Linked DNA regions of Capra hircus: region 1 is linked to region 2. The links are chromatin contacts, called in public Hi-C maps. All regions are on one chromosome and are shown on one strand. The core of a region is the stretch at or near the end of the contact, and the rest is flanking DNA. Distances in the headings are between cores, read along the strand shown.

Region 1 (7,529 bases), core at 1,293-3,792, 180 kb after region 2:
TTCAGTGAGTCACCTCGCCTCGGTGCTATTCTTGACATCTGAAGGTGAGAAAAATGTCTGTGAACCATCAAAGCCAATTACCCTCCCTGTGTGTTCTGGTGCATTTTCTTTAGCCTTGTTCTCAGGCTCTGGCTCATGCTTTTCTGTTTCTCTTTGCTCAAGACCTCCAGCCTCCTCTGTGTTTATTCTAAGCTCTTTAGCTGTCGGATCTGCTCTCAGCTTCATGAATTCATACTCAGTCACTTCAGTTGTGTCTCACTCTGTGGGGCCCCATGGATGGTAGCCCACCATGCTCCTCTGTCCATGGGATTCTCCAGTTGAGAATACTGGAGTGGGTTGCAGTGCTCTTAACTTCATCCCATCCCTTTATGCGTGGGGGGGCCCTGGGGTGGGTCTGCTTCTCTGGTAGAATACATACCAGGTATAATACATACTTGGCTCCCTTCACACTCGTCTCCTAGAATGTGGGTGATGATTGGCAGGAGATTGGGAAGGAGGTGGAGAAAAAAGTGAACATTTCCCCACCTCTGACCGCCACTTCACGCCTCTGGAGACATTCCTGGGCTGACGTGGTCTTTACTGGGACCCCAGCTCCTTCATATGGGATTACAGCTCCCTACTGGGTGGCAGGTGCTGGATCAGGATCCCCCCTCATCCTCCCAGCTGGCAGGCAGTGGCAGCATCCTGTCTAACTAATGCCTAGGGAGACTCCTGCTTCCTGAGCCAGGGGAACACATCCCTCTATTTAACACCCTGAGTTTAAACTCTCAGACTTGGTTCTCTTTCCTTGCTTCAGTTCTGGCTGGGAGTCCTGAGGATGTCTTGGCTGCACGGGCACGTGGACCTAGGGTAGGATTGCCTGCAGGCGCGGATGTCCCAGGCTGGGCTGCACCCCTCCTACCTGTGACCACAATCGGCAGGGGGTCACTGACATTGGACCGCACAGAGCGAGACAAGTTGGCTCCAGAACATGTGTAGGACCCGGCATGTTCTCTGGTCACTGGGCCAAGGGGGAAGGTGTTGAACTGTTGTTCCTGGAGCTTGCGCAAACGGGCCCCATCTCTTTTGAGCAGTCTGAATATCACAAATGGAGGACCGGAGTGACAATGAAGAGTCACAGCCTGCCCTAAGGGAACCACAGGGCTTGGCCAGGCTGACAAAGAGGGCTTCTCATATTCACCTAGGAGAGAAGGAGACACAGGCTTTGAGAGAAAACTAGGAATGATCCCCTCTCCCCACTGCCCTTGTGGGCACTTCCCCTTCAATTCTTCCAACTCTCCTCCCCTAAAGTGCATCAGCCTGATGCTCAGGGACACCTGGGGCCTGGGGACAGACAGAGACACAGTCAATGCAGGACGGACATCATGAGGTTCTAAGAATATGATTCTAGGAAATAATTCTTCACTCCTTGGGTTGACAAAATGTTCAGAAACTTTCTCTCAAAACACAAGTCATTGGGGATTTCCTGGTGGTCCAGTGGTTAGGACTCAGCACTTTCTCTGCCAAGGGCCCGAGTTGAATCCCTGATCAGGGAACTAAGATCCTGCAACCTGCACAATGCAGGCAAAAGAAAACATCACCAAAAAAAATTGATGCCTGGACAAGAAGGGAAAGGACTTCCGTGTTGCCTTTGTTGTAGCTCAAATGGTAAAGAATCTTCCTGCAATGCAGGAGAGCAGGGTTCAGTCTCTGAGTTGGCACGATCCCCTGGTCAAGGAAATGGCAACCCACTCCTGCATTCCTGCCTGGAGAATCCCATGGATACAGGAGCCTGGTGACCTATGGTCCGTGGGGTCACAAAGATTTGGACTCGACAGAGTGACTAACACTAACACAACTAAGCAGTGAAAACCCACTTGCCTGCAAAGAAGGAAGTAAACCTTGACCCTCGCTCCTTTGTTAGGTAACCTACATCAAATCTGTGACAAGGTCCAGGAGGCCCTGCCTGAGGTCCAGACCCTTCCCTGGGGTCAGCTCTAGTGTGTGCTCCTGCAGATCCTGTCAAAGGCTGGATGGAGAGGCCATGAGCCACCTTGTCCAAGAGGGGTCTGTGGGGTGCAGCCTCTTGCTCCCGTCTCATAATTGAAATGGCACTCAATGGGCCTAGCTCCCAGCTGCCAGACTTCACACTGTGCCTTCAGGTCCAGAGTCCAGAGCTGGGCTAACCTCTGGGGAGAGTGAAGATGAGTATCAATGCCAATAGGAGGACCTGGGATCCACAGGACACACGGCTCTCACTGTACTGACAGGGGTCTCACCCCAGCCCCCAGTGTCATCTGCATCAGCCACAACTGCTCTGCTCAAAAGAGAAATAAGGGATGGGGAGGACTCACCCACAGCTGCCCGGATCCTCAGACTCACACAGAATCCTAGGAGGAAAACCCCATCAGAGATGGCTTGTTCTGAGGGACCCCGCGCTCCTTGCACCCTCATCCAGGGAACCTGGGCAGTGGTGCGAGGACCCCCCGACTTCCACCATAACCCTTTCTGACTGTCTTTTCAGACTCACCGAGACTCAGGAGGCTGAGGAGTGTGGGGCTCATGGCTCTGCTTCTGTGAGACAGGAGGCAGAACTGAGCAAAGCTGACAGAGTCACAGGATGCGGAAGACGGTCGGTTTTGTTGGTACAGTCAGCCTGGTTGATGTCACATGAGAAGATGGCCAGCCTGTACTCACACCAGGGATGGAAGTCTGACCTGAGCCGCCTCACTGAGCCCGCCTCACCACCCGAGCATCACTTTTTGTTTCTCTAAATGCTATCAACGTAAGAGGATTCGAACAGATCTTGCTGCCTTTAAGAAGTAGTAACTGTGATTCAATGTATAGCATGCAAGATGCTTTTCCCAAGCTCATGATAAATCTCATTCACCTTAACTCTTCACAGAAGACAAACCACATGTTCCCACCTCATATGTCAGGCTCAGTGCAGATTGCCAATTAAAGACTCATTAATAGAGTCTTTGATTCTGCATTCTTATGAGAGGACCAGACGTGTATTATGGCTCTTTGAAAATATGAAAAAATTCTGCACTGTAATATATGTGATTAAGAAACTAACTGTGTTAGTTTCAGGTGTACTGCAAAGTGATTCAGTTATACATATACATGCATCTCTTGCTTTTCAAATTCTTTTCCCACTTAGGTAGTTACAGAATATTAAGTAGAATTCTCTGTTTTATACAGTAGGTCCTTGTTGGTCATCCATTAAAACATAGCCGTGTGTATACGTCAATCCCAAACTTACCATATAACCTCCCCCTGACACTATCCCTCTTGGTAACCGTAAGTTCCTTCTCTGTGAGTCTGTTTTGTAAATAAGTTCATTTTCTTAGATGTCACAAGTAAGTGATATCATGTGATATTTGTGTTTCTCTGACTCTTCTTCATCTGAAATTATTTCGTGACTGTGAGTGGAGACTTTGCACACAGACACTCTCTCTGTCTCTCTCTTCCTCCCTTTCCAATCCAAGGACCACACATGTACACAAAGATAACGTGTGTAAAGGTGACTGTGGTGTTTTTTGGGAGGGGGATTTGTTCTGCCTAAACAAGTAGACCACCTTGCTTCCTAGATACTCAGATGAACACAAAATATGTCAAGTAGAGACTTCCAAGCTCCAGCATGCTTGAATGAGGGGCGTGCCCACAACAACCAACTCCAAACTGGGACACAATGGCCCAGCTGTTTCAGGAGGCCAAGGACAGACGTACACCCAGTTCAGCTGTTGTTCATAGACAGGAAAGAACCTCAGTAAGGGCAGCGATTCCACACCGTTGTGCTGGGGGTGGGGGTTGTTAACATTAATGATGCTCCCTAAGCAATAAATCAGGTCTCCTCTTGATCATGATGTATGTAATGGAGTAACAGTACAGTCACCCTTCTTAAAATCTCCTTTTATTTACTTAATATCATGTTTGGAATTGATCTGTATTCTTGTCATTTCAGTTTGTGCATTTTTACTGCCATGTAGTGTTTCATTGCAGATCTTTAAACCACACATTTTTTAAAATATAACTTTATTTGTTTTAATTGGAGGTTAATTACTTTACAATATGGTATTGGTTTTGCCATACATCAACATGAATCCGCCACAGGTATACACGTGTTCCCCATCCTGAACCCCCCTCCCTCCTCCCTCCTCCCTCCCTGTACCATCCCCCTGGGTCGTCCCAGTGCACCAGCCCCAAGCATCCAGTATCATGCATTGAAGCATCGAACCTCGACTGGTGATTCGTATCATATATGATATTATACATGTTTCAGTGGCATTCTCCCAAATCATCCCACCCTCACCCTCTCCCACAGAGTCCAAAAACTATTCTACACATCTTTTTTACTGTCTCGCATACAGATTTTTAAAAATTAAAAAAATGTATTGAAGTATAGTTCTTTTCTGCCGTACAGCAAATTGATTCAGCTCGACATGCATATTCCTTTCCATTATGATTTATGCCAAGATTCTGAATAAATTTCCCTGTGCCATACTGTAGGACCTCATTCTTTATCCATTCTATGTATAAATAGATTTTGTCTGCTAATCCGAAGCTCCCAATCCTTCCCTCCTTGGCAACCACAAGCCTGTTCTCTATGTCTATGAGTCTGTTCCTGTTTCATTGATATGTTCCTTTTAGATTCCACATACGGGTGATATCACATGAAAATTGTCTTTCTCTTTCTGTCTACTTCCATTAATATGTTAATCTCCAGGTCCATCCATGCTGCTGCAAATGGCATGATTTCATTCTGTAAATGTCTGGGTGGTGTTCCATTCTCTGTGTGTATAAGCATATACATCTTCTTTATCCATTCATCTCTCGATGGACAATTAGGCTGTTCCCATGTCTTGGCTATTGTAAGTTTTGCTGCTGTGAACAAGGGGTGCATGAATCTTCTCATGGTATAGTTTTTTTCCCAGATATATGCTCAGGACTGGAATTGTTGGATCTTATGGAAACTCTGTTTTTACTTTTTTTGAGGAACTGTCGTACTGTTTTCCACAGTGGATGCACCAGCTTGTGCGCCCCCAACAGTGTAACAGGGTTTCCCTCTTCTTCACACCCTCTCCAAGATCTGTTATTCATCAAGTGTCTAATGATGCCCATTCTGATCGGTATGAGGTGGTACCTCCTTGCAGTGTTGATTTGCCTTTCTCTACTAATTAGCAATGCTGAGCATCTTTTCATATGCCTGTTCGCCATCTGGGTATCTTCTTTTAAGCCACAGATATCAATTGTGAGAATGACATCTATGGATTTTGTCTAAAATGAATGACACCTCTGCTAAAGTCTCATAAATGTGCTCTGAGTCCAACTTCATGTTGCTTGTCAAGCGTCAGAGTGATGAGGCCTTCAGGAAAGGAATAGTGACTTTATTTGGAAAGCCAGCAGACCAATGAGATTGTGAACTTTTGCCCCAAAGAATCATCTTACCTGAGTTAGAGGGGCTTTTTGGGGAGTGAGAGGGATGGTCCAACAGTGTTTACTGAATGTAAAATAACCCTAGCCAATGGGGAAGAAAATTCCAAGAAGAGAGAAAAATACAGATTAAATACCCATGTGTGAATTCACACACACACACACACACACACACACACACACACACACACTAGAAGAGGAGGAGGTGTACCTGGTTGTTGCAGTGTTTTAATTGACTAGTTAATGTCTGTGCTGGCTCTTCATCGCTGTGCACAGGCTTTCTCTAGTTTTGGGAACAGGGCTGCTCTTTCCTGTGGAGCAGGGTCTCTCATTGCTGTGGCTTCTCTTGTTGTGGAGCACCCGCTCTAGGCACATGGGCTTGTGGCCCATGGGCTTAACTGCCCCGAGGCACGTGGAATCTTCCCATTCCCAGGATCGGACCCATGTCCCCCACATGGGGAAGCAGATTCTCAACCACTGGACCACCAGGGAAGTCCTGTTGCAAGACTTTTTTTTTTATTTTTAATTCTAGGACAATTACAATACTGCGATGGCTTCTGCCATACATCAACATGGATCAGCCATAGCTGTACTTACGTCCCCTCCACTGTGGAAATCTTTTAATCCAGGAATCCTTTGTTCTTCAAGTTATCCATGCAGGTCTGGTCATAATGTCCCTTTAAGCCCCTGACAAGACAAAAGGTTCTGTCTGTTCTGCCACTTTTTATCTCTATACGAATGGGAAAGTGTTATAGCTTTCAAGTTCAGGGCCTTGAGAATAGTTTAGTCCCTCAGTCGTGTCTGACTCTTTGTGATCCCATGGGCTGTGACCCACCAGGCTCCTCTGTCCCTGGGGGTTCTCCAGGCAAGCATGCTGGGGTGGGTTGCCATTTCCTTCTCCAGGAGATCTTCCCAATCGAGGGATCAACTCAGGTCTCCTGCGTTGCAGGAAATTCTTTATCATCTGAGTCACCAGGAAAGCCCACCAGTAACATAATGCGATTCAATATTTCCTCCCACAATTAACATTGCCATTGTTTTCCATTTACTTTAATGTGAACATGGTGGGATTTGGGCATCATGCTTTCACTCTCGGTGTAGCATAACACTGATGTGGAATATACCATAAATTTATAAATAGAAGTATGAATACAATGCTAGATTTCTCATTAAAGATAAAAAGATATGCAACAAGCAACAAAGATTTACTGTATAGCATAGGGAGCGATAGTCAATATCTTGTAATAACCTAAAATGGAAAATAATCTGAAAAATAATGTATGCATATTTGTATAACTGAAAATCACCTTGCTGTGCATCTGAAACATTGTAAGTCAACTACACTTCAATAAAATATGTATATGATGAAATTAAAAATAGAACCAGTAAAATAAATAAATTTTTAAAGAAAATGAAGTCACTCAGTCATGTCTGACTCTTGGCAACCCTATGGACTGTAGGCTGGCAGGCTTCAATGTTCATGGGATTTTCCAGGCAAGAATACTGGAATGCATTGCCATTTCCTTCTCCAAACAGTGCAGGCCAACTGCAGCATACTCCCTGATGGTCTGTGTACTCACTCTCACATTCCAACTCTGCATATGGTGTATTCACATGGGCACCCTGAGCTGCCCGAAAGAGTCTCAGCCCAGATGGTGAGTTTGTGGAAGGTCCCTGGAAGGAAGTCAGAGGCTGAGTCCCAGGACCTCCCCACCCCTCAATCCCCAGCTCAGCTCAGGAGCCCTTCCAGGTTTCACCAGCATCACTCTAGAATCCCAGTGTCCCAACCTTGCCCCCCACCAAGTTCCCGGGACTCAAGTGAAATATGGGTCCCAGGAGACCTGGGAGAACCCACCTGCAGGGTTCGGGGGCCTCTGGCCCAGGCTCAGCCCTGCAAGTCAAAGATTTGCCACTGAAAGCTTGGGCTGATTCTCTCCCCATCAGGATCCCTGGCCCCTCCAGCTGCCCGAGCCCTGAAGTTCCCATGAACTAGTGGCAGGGTGGGCGTCCTGTGCCCTCCTGCAGTCCCCTCCCTGCCCTGAACATCTGGCCAAGGAGGAGAAGCTCAGAGAGGATGGACGGCATGTCTGTAGCTCTGAGTGCCCAGCTGCCCC
Region 2 (6,719 bases), core at 2,062-4,561:
TCTTCATTTTCTGAATGTTGAACTTTAAGCCAACTTTTTCACTCTCCTCTTTCACTTTCATCAAGAGGCTTTTTAGTTCCTCTTCACTTTCTGCCTTAAGGGTGGTGTCATCTGCATATCTGAGGTTATTGATATTTCTCCCAGCAATCTTGATTCCAGCTTGTGCTTCCTCCAGCCCAGTGTTTCTCATGATGTACACTGCATATAAGTTAAATAAGCAGGTTGACAATATACAGCCTTGACATACTCCTTTTCCCATTTGGAACCAGTCTGTTGTTCCACGTCCAGTTCTAACTGTTGCTTCCTGACCTACACACAGGTTTCTCAAGAGGCAGGTCTGACATTCCCATCTCTTTCAGAATTTTCCACAGTTGATTGTGATCCACACAGTCAAAGGCATTGACATAGTCAATAAAGCAGAAATAGATGTTATTCTGGAACTCTCTTGCTTTTTCTATGATCCAGCAGATGTTGGCCATTTGATCTCTGGTTCCTCTGCCTTTTCTAAAACCAGCTTGAACATCTGGAAGTTCACAGTTCATGCATTGCTGAAGCCTGGCTTGGAGAATTTAGAGCACTAATTTACTAGTGTGTGAGATGAGTGCAATTGTGTGGTAGTTTGATGATTCTTTGGCATTGCCTTTCTTTGGGATTGGAATGAAAACTGACCTTTTCCAGTCCTGTGGCCACTGCTGAGTTTTCCAGATTTGCTGGCATATTGAGGGCACCACTTTCACAATCATCTTTCAGGATTTGAAACAGCTCAACTGGAATTCCATCACCTCCACTAGTTTTGTTCATAGTGATGCTTCCTAAGGCCCACTTGACTTCACATTCCAGCATGTCTGGCTCTAGGTGAGTATGAGTGATCACACCAGCATGATTTTATGGGTTGTGATGGTTTTTATTTGCACAGTTCTTCTGTGTATTCTTGCCACCTCTTCTTAATATCCCCTGCTTCTGTTAGGTCCATACCATTTCTGTCCTTTATCGAGCCCCTCTTTGCATGAAATATTCCCTTGGTATCTCTAATTTTCTTGAAGAGATCTCTAGTCTTCCCCATTCTGTTGTTTTCCTCTATTTCTTTGCATTGATTGCTGAGGAAGGCTTTCTTATCTCTCTTTGCTATTCTTAGGAACTCTGCATTGGAGGCTAATTATTTTACAATATTGTGGTGGTTTTTGCCAAAAATCGACATGAATCAGCCATGGGCCCACATGTATTCCCCATCCAGAACCCTCCTCTCACCTCCCTCCCCATCCCATCCCCCAGAGTCATCCCAGTGCACCAGCCCTGAGCACCCTGTCTCACGCATCGAACCAGGACTGGTGATCTGCTGCAAGTATGATAATACACACATTTCAATACCCTCACAAATCATCCCACCCTCGCCCTCTCCCACAGAGTCCAAAAGACTGTTCTTTACATCTGTGTCTCTTTTGCTGTCTCACATATAGGGTCATCATTACCATCTTTCTAAATTCCATATTTGTGTGTTAGTACAGTGTATTGGTGTTTTTATTTCTGACTTGCTTCACTCTGTATAATAGGCTCCAGTTTCATCCATCTCATTAGAACTGATTCAACTGTATTCTTTTTAATGGCTGAGTAATATTCCTTGGTGATGGACATGGGGGCCTGGCCTGCTGCAATTCATGGGGTCGCAAAGTGTTGGATACGACTGAGCAACTGAACTGAACTGAATAATATTGTTAGTTTCTGCTATACATCAACATGGATCAGCCATAGCTATACTTTCATCCCCTCCAATGGGAAATCTTTTAATCCTGGAATCCTTTGTTCTCGAAGCTGTTCATGCAAGTCTGATCATAAAGTCCATTTAAGTACCTGACAAGGCAAAAGGTTCTGTCTGTTCTGCCACTTTTTATCTCTATATGAATGGGAAAGTGTTATACCTTTCAATTTCAGAGCCTTGAGAATAGTTTAGGCCCTCAGTCGTGTCTGACTCTTTGTGATCCCACGGGCTGCAAGCCGCCAGGCTCCTCTGACCATGGGGGTTCTCCAGGCAAGCATGCTGGGGTGGGTTGCCATTTTCTTCTCCAAGAGATCTTCCTTCGTTGCAGGCAGATTCTTTATCCTCTGAGTCACCAGGAATGCCCATCAGTAACATAATGTGATTCAATATTTCCTCCCACAATTAACGTTGCCATTGTTTTCCGTTTACTTTTAACACACAAGGTGGGAGTTTGGCATCGTGCATTCACTCTCAGTGCAGCATGACACTGACATGGAATATACCATCAATTTAAAAACAGAACTACGAGTACAGTGCTAGATTTCCAATTGTTTTAAAAAAGATATGCAACAAGCAACAGAGATTTACTGTATAGCATGGGGAGTGATAGTCAATATCTTGTAATAACCTAAAATGGAAAATAATCTGAAAAATAATGTATGCATATGAGTATAACTGAAAATCACCTTGCTGTGCACTTGAAACATTGTAAGTCAACTGCACATCAATAAAATATAAATATTATGAGATTAAAAAACGGAACCAGTAAAAGAAATAAATTTTAAAAGAAAGTGAAAGAAAATGAAGTCACTCAGTCATGGCCGACTCTTTGCTACCCTATGGACTGTAGGCTGGCAGGCTCCAATGTTCATGGGATTTTCCAGGCAAGAACACTGGAAGGCATTGCCATTCCTTTCTTCAAACAGTGCAGACCAACTGCAGCATACTCCCTGATGGTCTGTGTGCTCACTCTCACATTCCATCTCTGATACGGTGTATTCACATGGGCACCCTGAGATGCCCGAAGAGTCTCAGCCCAGATGGTGAGTTTGTGGAAGGTCCCTGGAAGGAAGTCAGAGGCTGAGTCCCAGGACTTCCCCACTCCTCACTCCCCAGCTCAGCTCAGGAGGCATTCCAGGTTTTAGCAGCATCACTCTAGAATCCCAGTGCCCCCAGCTCCTCCCCCACCGATTTCCTGGGACTGAAGTGAGACATGGGGACCCAGGAGCCCTGGGATGACTCACCTGCAGGGTTGGGGGTTCTCTGGCCCAGACTCTGACCTGAAAGTGAGATATTTGCCACTGAAAGCTTGGGCTGATTCTCACCCCATCAGAATTCCTGGTCCCTCCAGATGCCTGAGCACTGAGGTTCCCATGAACTGATGGTGGGGTGGGCATCCTGTGCCCTCCTGCAGTCCCCTCCCTCCCTTTCACATCTGGCAGAGGAGGAGAAGCTCAGAGAGGATGGAAGGCATGTCTGCAGCTCTGAGCTCCCAGCCGCCCCCACCCCCGCCCCCGCCCTGTACAGATGAGGAGCCCACGGGGCCCTAGAGGACAAACAGGATGTGGTCCCTGGGGGGCTGCTGCCAACCCTCGGGGTTCCCACGGCCGTGGACTCGCAGCAGGGGGCGGCCCCTCTGTGGACCCAGCCCGGATGTCTCCAGGCAGGGCTCAGGAGGCATCTCAGCCCAGACCTGAGGTCTCAGCACTTTCTCTTTCTGCTCGGCCTGACTGCCTGCTCTAGAGGGTGGGACCCAGGTTCTCGTCCTGAGTCAGTCTGGGACAGTTTGGCTCCAATAGAACTCAGAACTTTATTTTCCCAGTTCCCCCCAGAAATGGAATTTACTTCTCATCTTTGGTCAGTTCAGAAATTATTGCAGAGCACCTACTCTGTACCAGGCATTGATGCCACACAGCAGAAATATACCCATGACCCAGGTAAACCCATCCTCTGTAGGTGCTTGAAGAACTCAGATTCTGCAGAATGTGGGCATCAAATGCTAATAATCAATTATTTTTTTAAAAGAAGAAACAAGAAAATAACTAGGTTTCATGTCTACACTGTAATCATTTTAAAAATTGAAGCTCCTGAACTCTGGTCCAAGCATTTCTGGCAAAAAAAAGAAAAAAAAATATCAGGGAAAACGTGTAAACAGTGACAGATTTTCTTTTCTTGGGCTCCCAAATTACTGAGGACAGGGACAGCAGCCATGAAATTAAAAGACCCTTCTCCTTGCAGGAAAAACTGTGACAAACCTAGACTCTGTATTAGAAATTGCTGTGCCAACAAAGGTCCTTAGAGTCAAAGCTATGGTTTTTCCAGTAGGGATATATGGACGTGAGAGTTGGACATAAAGAAGGCTGAGTACTGAAGAACACATTTTTAGACTGTAATGCTGGGGAAGACTTTTGAGAACCTCATGAACAGCAAGGAGATCAACCCGATCAATTCTAAAGGAAATCAACCCTGAGAATATTCATTGGTAGGACTGATGCTAAAGCTGAAGCTGCAATAATTTGACCACATGATGCAAAGAACTGACTATTGGAAAAGACCCTGATGCTGGGAAAGATTGAGGGCAAGAGGAGAAGAGGGCGACAGAGGATGAGATGGTTGGATGATATCAAGACTCAATGGACTTGAGTTTGGGCAAACTCTGGGAGATAGTGAAGGACAGAGAAGCCTGGCATGCTTCAGTCCATGGGGTTGCAAAAGTCACACCTGACTTAGTGACCAAACAACAACAACAACGTCTACACTGTACTTGAGGGAACAGCTGCTTGAGGAGGTGGAGAGCCATGGGTGGGAGCGGGTGCATTCTAGAGAGAAAAGAACATTCCACAGAACCCTGGACACAGGGTCTCACTGAGGGGCCAGGGGGAGTGGATGGTGGTTATGTACAGTGCTGTCCTCTGTTCAAGGGTGACGATTTTATTTTTAAGAAAAAATGGAATATAGAAGCAAGAGACTGTATGATAAGAAAACTTCATGAAGGTCATATTGTATTAGCTGCTGTAGAGAAAAGGGAAATGAGAATATAAATTTAACTTTTTAAATTAAAAATAAATAATTTTGACCTTCAATTATTCTGATATGGGCCTGTCAACCAGCATTCTAAATGATTTATGTCAATTTTTCTTATGAAAATTGCCCCTTAATAAGGCAAAAACCCATTAACAAGTGATGTAAATGGTAGTGGCTACCTTTGTGTCTACTTTTGATTGGGAGTACAAGAGGAACTTGTTGAGTCTGAGTGTTCTCAGAAGAGCTGATATGAGAGAGCACACGGATGTTAAATGGCCCATTTTCTGTGTGTGTGTGTGTGTGTGTGTGTGTGTGTGTGTGTGTGTGTGTGTGGTGTAATTGCAGGAGTATCATTTGGAGGGAAGCAAAGGTAAGAGCTGAGGTTGGGGGGGAGGGGTCAACTCTGGAGGACCATGAACAGGACTGAATTCAGATAGAAGAGTTTGGAGTTTGCCCTGAAGATGTAGGCACCATGGAAGGATTGGAGACAGAAAGCAGATTCTGAAATGTGAGTTAGAAAGATGAAAAGTGGAGGGTGAACTGGAGATGGGAGTGTGGGTCTGGAGCTCATAACTCAGGGAGGTTATGGGTGGGATCCTGGTGTGGCTGTGGGTGGACTCTGTGGATGGAGAGGACATCAGGGGTCAGAGGGGCCCTGGGGACTGAATTCTTTTACTGTGTGATTGAATATGAGATGTGAGAGTCGAGGAGTTGAGTGTGACCTTCAGCGATGCCCTCAGAGAACTGCTGAACCGAGGTGTGGGGGATTGAGGAGGGCTGGGGAGTTTTGCAAAGTACACTTTGCTCCCACCAGAAAGCACAACTCTTCCTCTTGGGCCCAGAGGGCAGGCTTTACTTCTCCCAGTGACAGGCCAGTGTCTGTAAAAAGCAGATTGTGTGTCTGTCCCCTTGAGGGGAAGCATGTGAGTCATTCTGTCTCTTCAAAGCATCCTGTGATGCTGCATGTTGCTCTCCTCTTCAACCAATGGAGACTCAGGGTTAGACAAGAATGGTCCTCGTCAGAGTTCCTGATCGAGGACAGACGCATATATTAATATATATGATATACTTCCATGAAGCAAAGTAAAAAAAAGACAGGAAATAGCCTGCCCTAATCATCAACTGCCTCAGGAAGTGGTATTGCAACCACTGAAATCTATTGATCTATCTATGTGTCTATCTATGTATCATCATGGAGAATGGAATGCAAACCACTCCAGTATTCTTGCTTGGAGAATCCCATGGACAGAGGACCCTACAAGGTTTCAGTCCAAAGAGTCACAAATAGTTGGACATGACTGAGTGACTAGGCACATGTATCATCTATCTATCCAGTTTCACAGAGTTATAATTGACATACAGTCCTGTGGTATCCAAGGTAATGATCTGACTTACATATATTATGAAATGATTGCACATTCAGATATATCGCACAGCAGTGTGGTATATGTTCCCTCATAGTAACAACACAGAAGCCCCAGCATGTCTTCACTTTTAGTGATCCTGACATTTCTGTTGGTAAAACAGTTCTTGGATGATTTCGTTCTAAGCCAGGGAGAGATCACACACACGACCTCAGGGAGCAACTAAGGCTCTGTGGAGCTTGATTTTCACCCCATTTGCCAGCTCAGTTCACACCGGGGTCCTCATGGTGTTATGCTCTTCAGCCCTCCTCTTGGCTAAGCCAAGCCACATTGTGCCAACAGTTGATAACTTAAAAGGCACAAGATTCTCAAATCCTTTGCTTTGGTGAAAAGAAGCAAAAAAGACAAAACATGCAAATATCGATGGATTAACACAACACATGCAAAGCCTCCCTGGGGGCAAGTGTTCCCTCTGTAGCCCTTCAGTGATCTGGCGTGGAATGTCCAGTAGAATTCTCTGTGATGACGGGACTTTTTAAACATCTGCTCTGTCCAGCACCATGGCACCTGGCCAC

What was found. Hi-C and Micro-C count contacts between places; a contact is called where the count stands out from the background.
Region 1: a contact with region 2 is called in a Hi-C map of liver, with 8 times the contacts expected there. The contact joins the promoter of LOC102189305 here to the enhancer-like site in region 2. A contact is called at or near these places in 3 of 5 Hi-C or Micro-C datasets (blood and liver).

Annotation. Positions count from the first base shown.
Region 1 is chr18:64,507,017-64,514,545 of ARS1.2, forward strand. LOC102189305 (putative killer cell immunoglobulin-like receptor like protein KIR3DP1) reads right to left here and starts at 2,543. Exons shown (of 9, transcript XM_018063126.1): 1 at 2,510-2,543; 2 at 2,334-2,369; 3 at 902-1,180. The coding sequence starts at 2,543.
Region 2 is chr18:64,323,475-64,330,193 of ARS1.2, forward strand. No RefSeq gene overlaps it. Among named protein-coding and RNA genes, the nearest start is that of NCR1, 76 kb to the left of the region's middle. Within about 2 kb of position 3,312, at least 1 of the 5 cell types and tissues checked has an H3K27ac peak or open chromatin away from gene starts, as enhancers often do.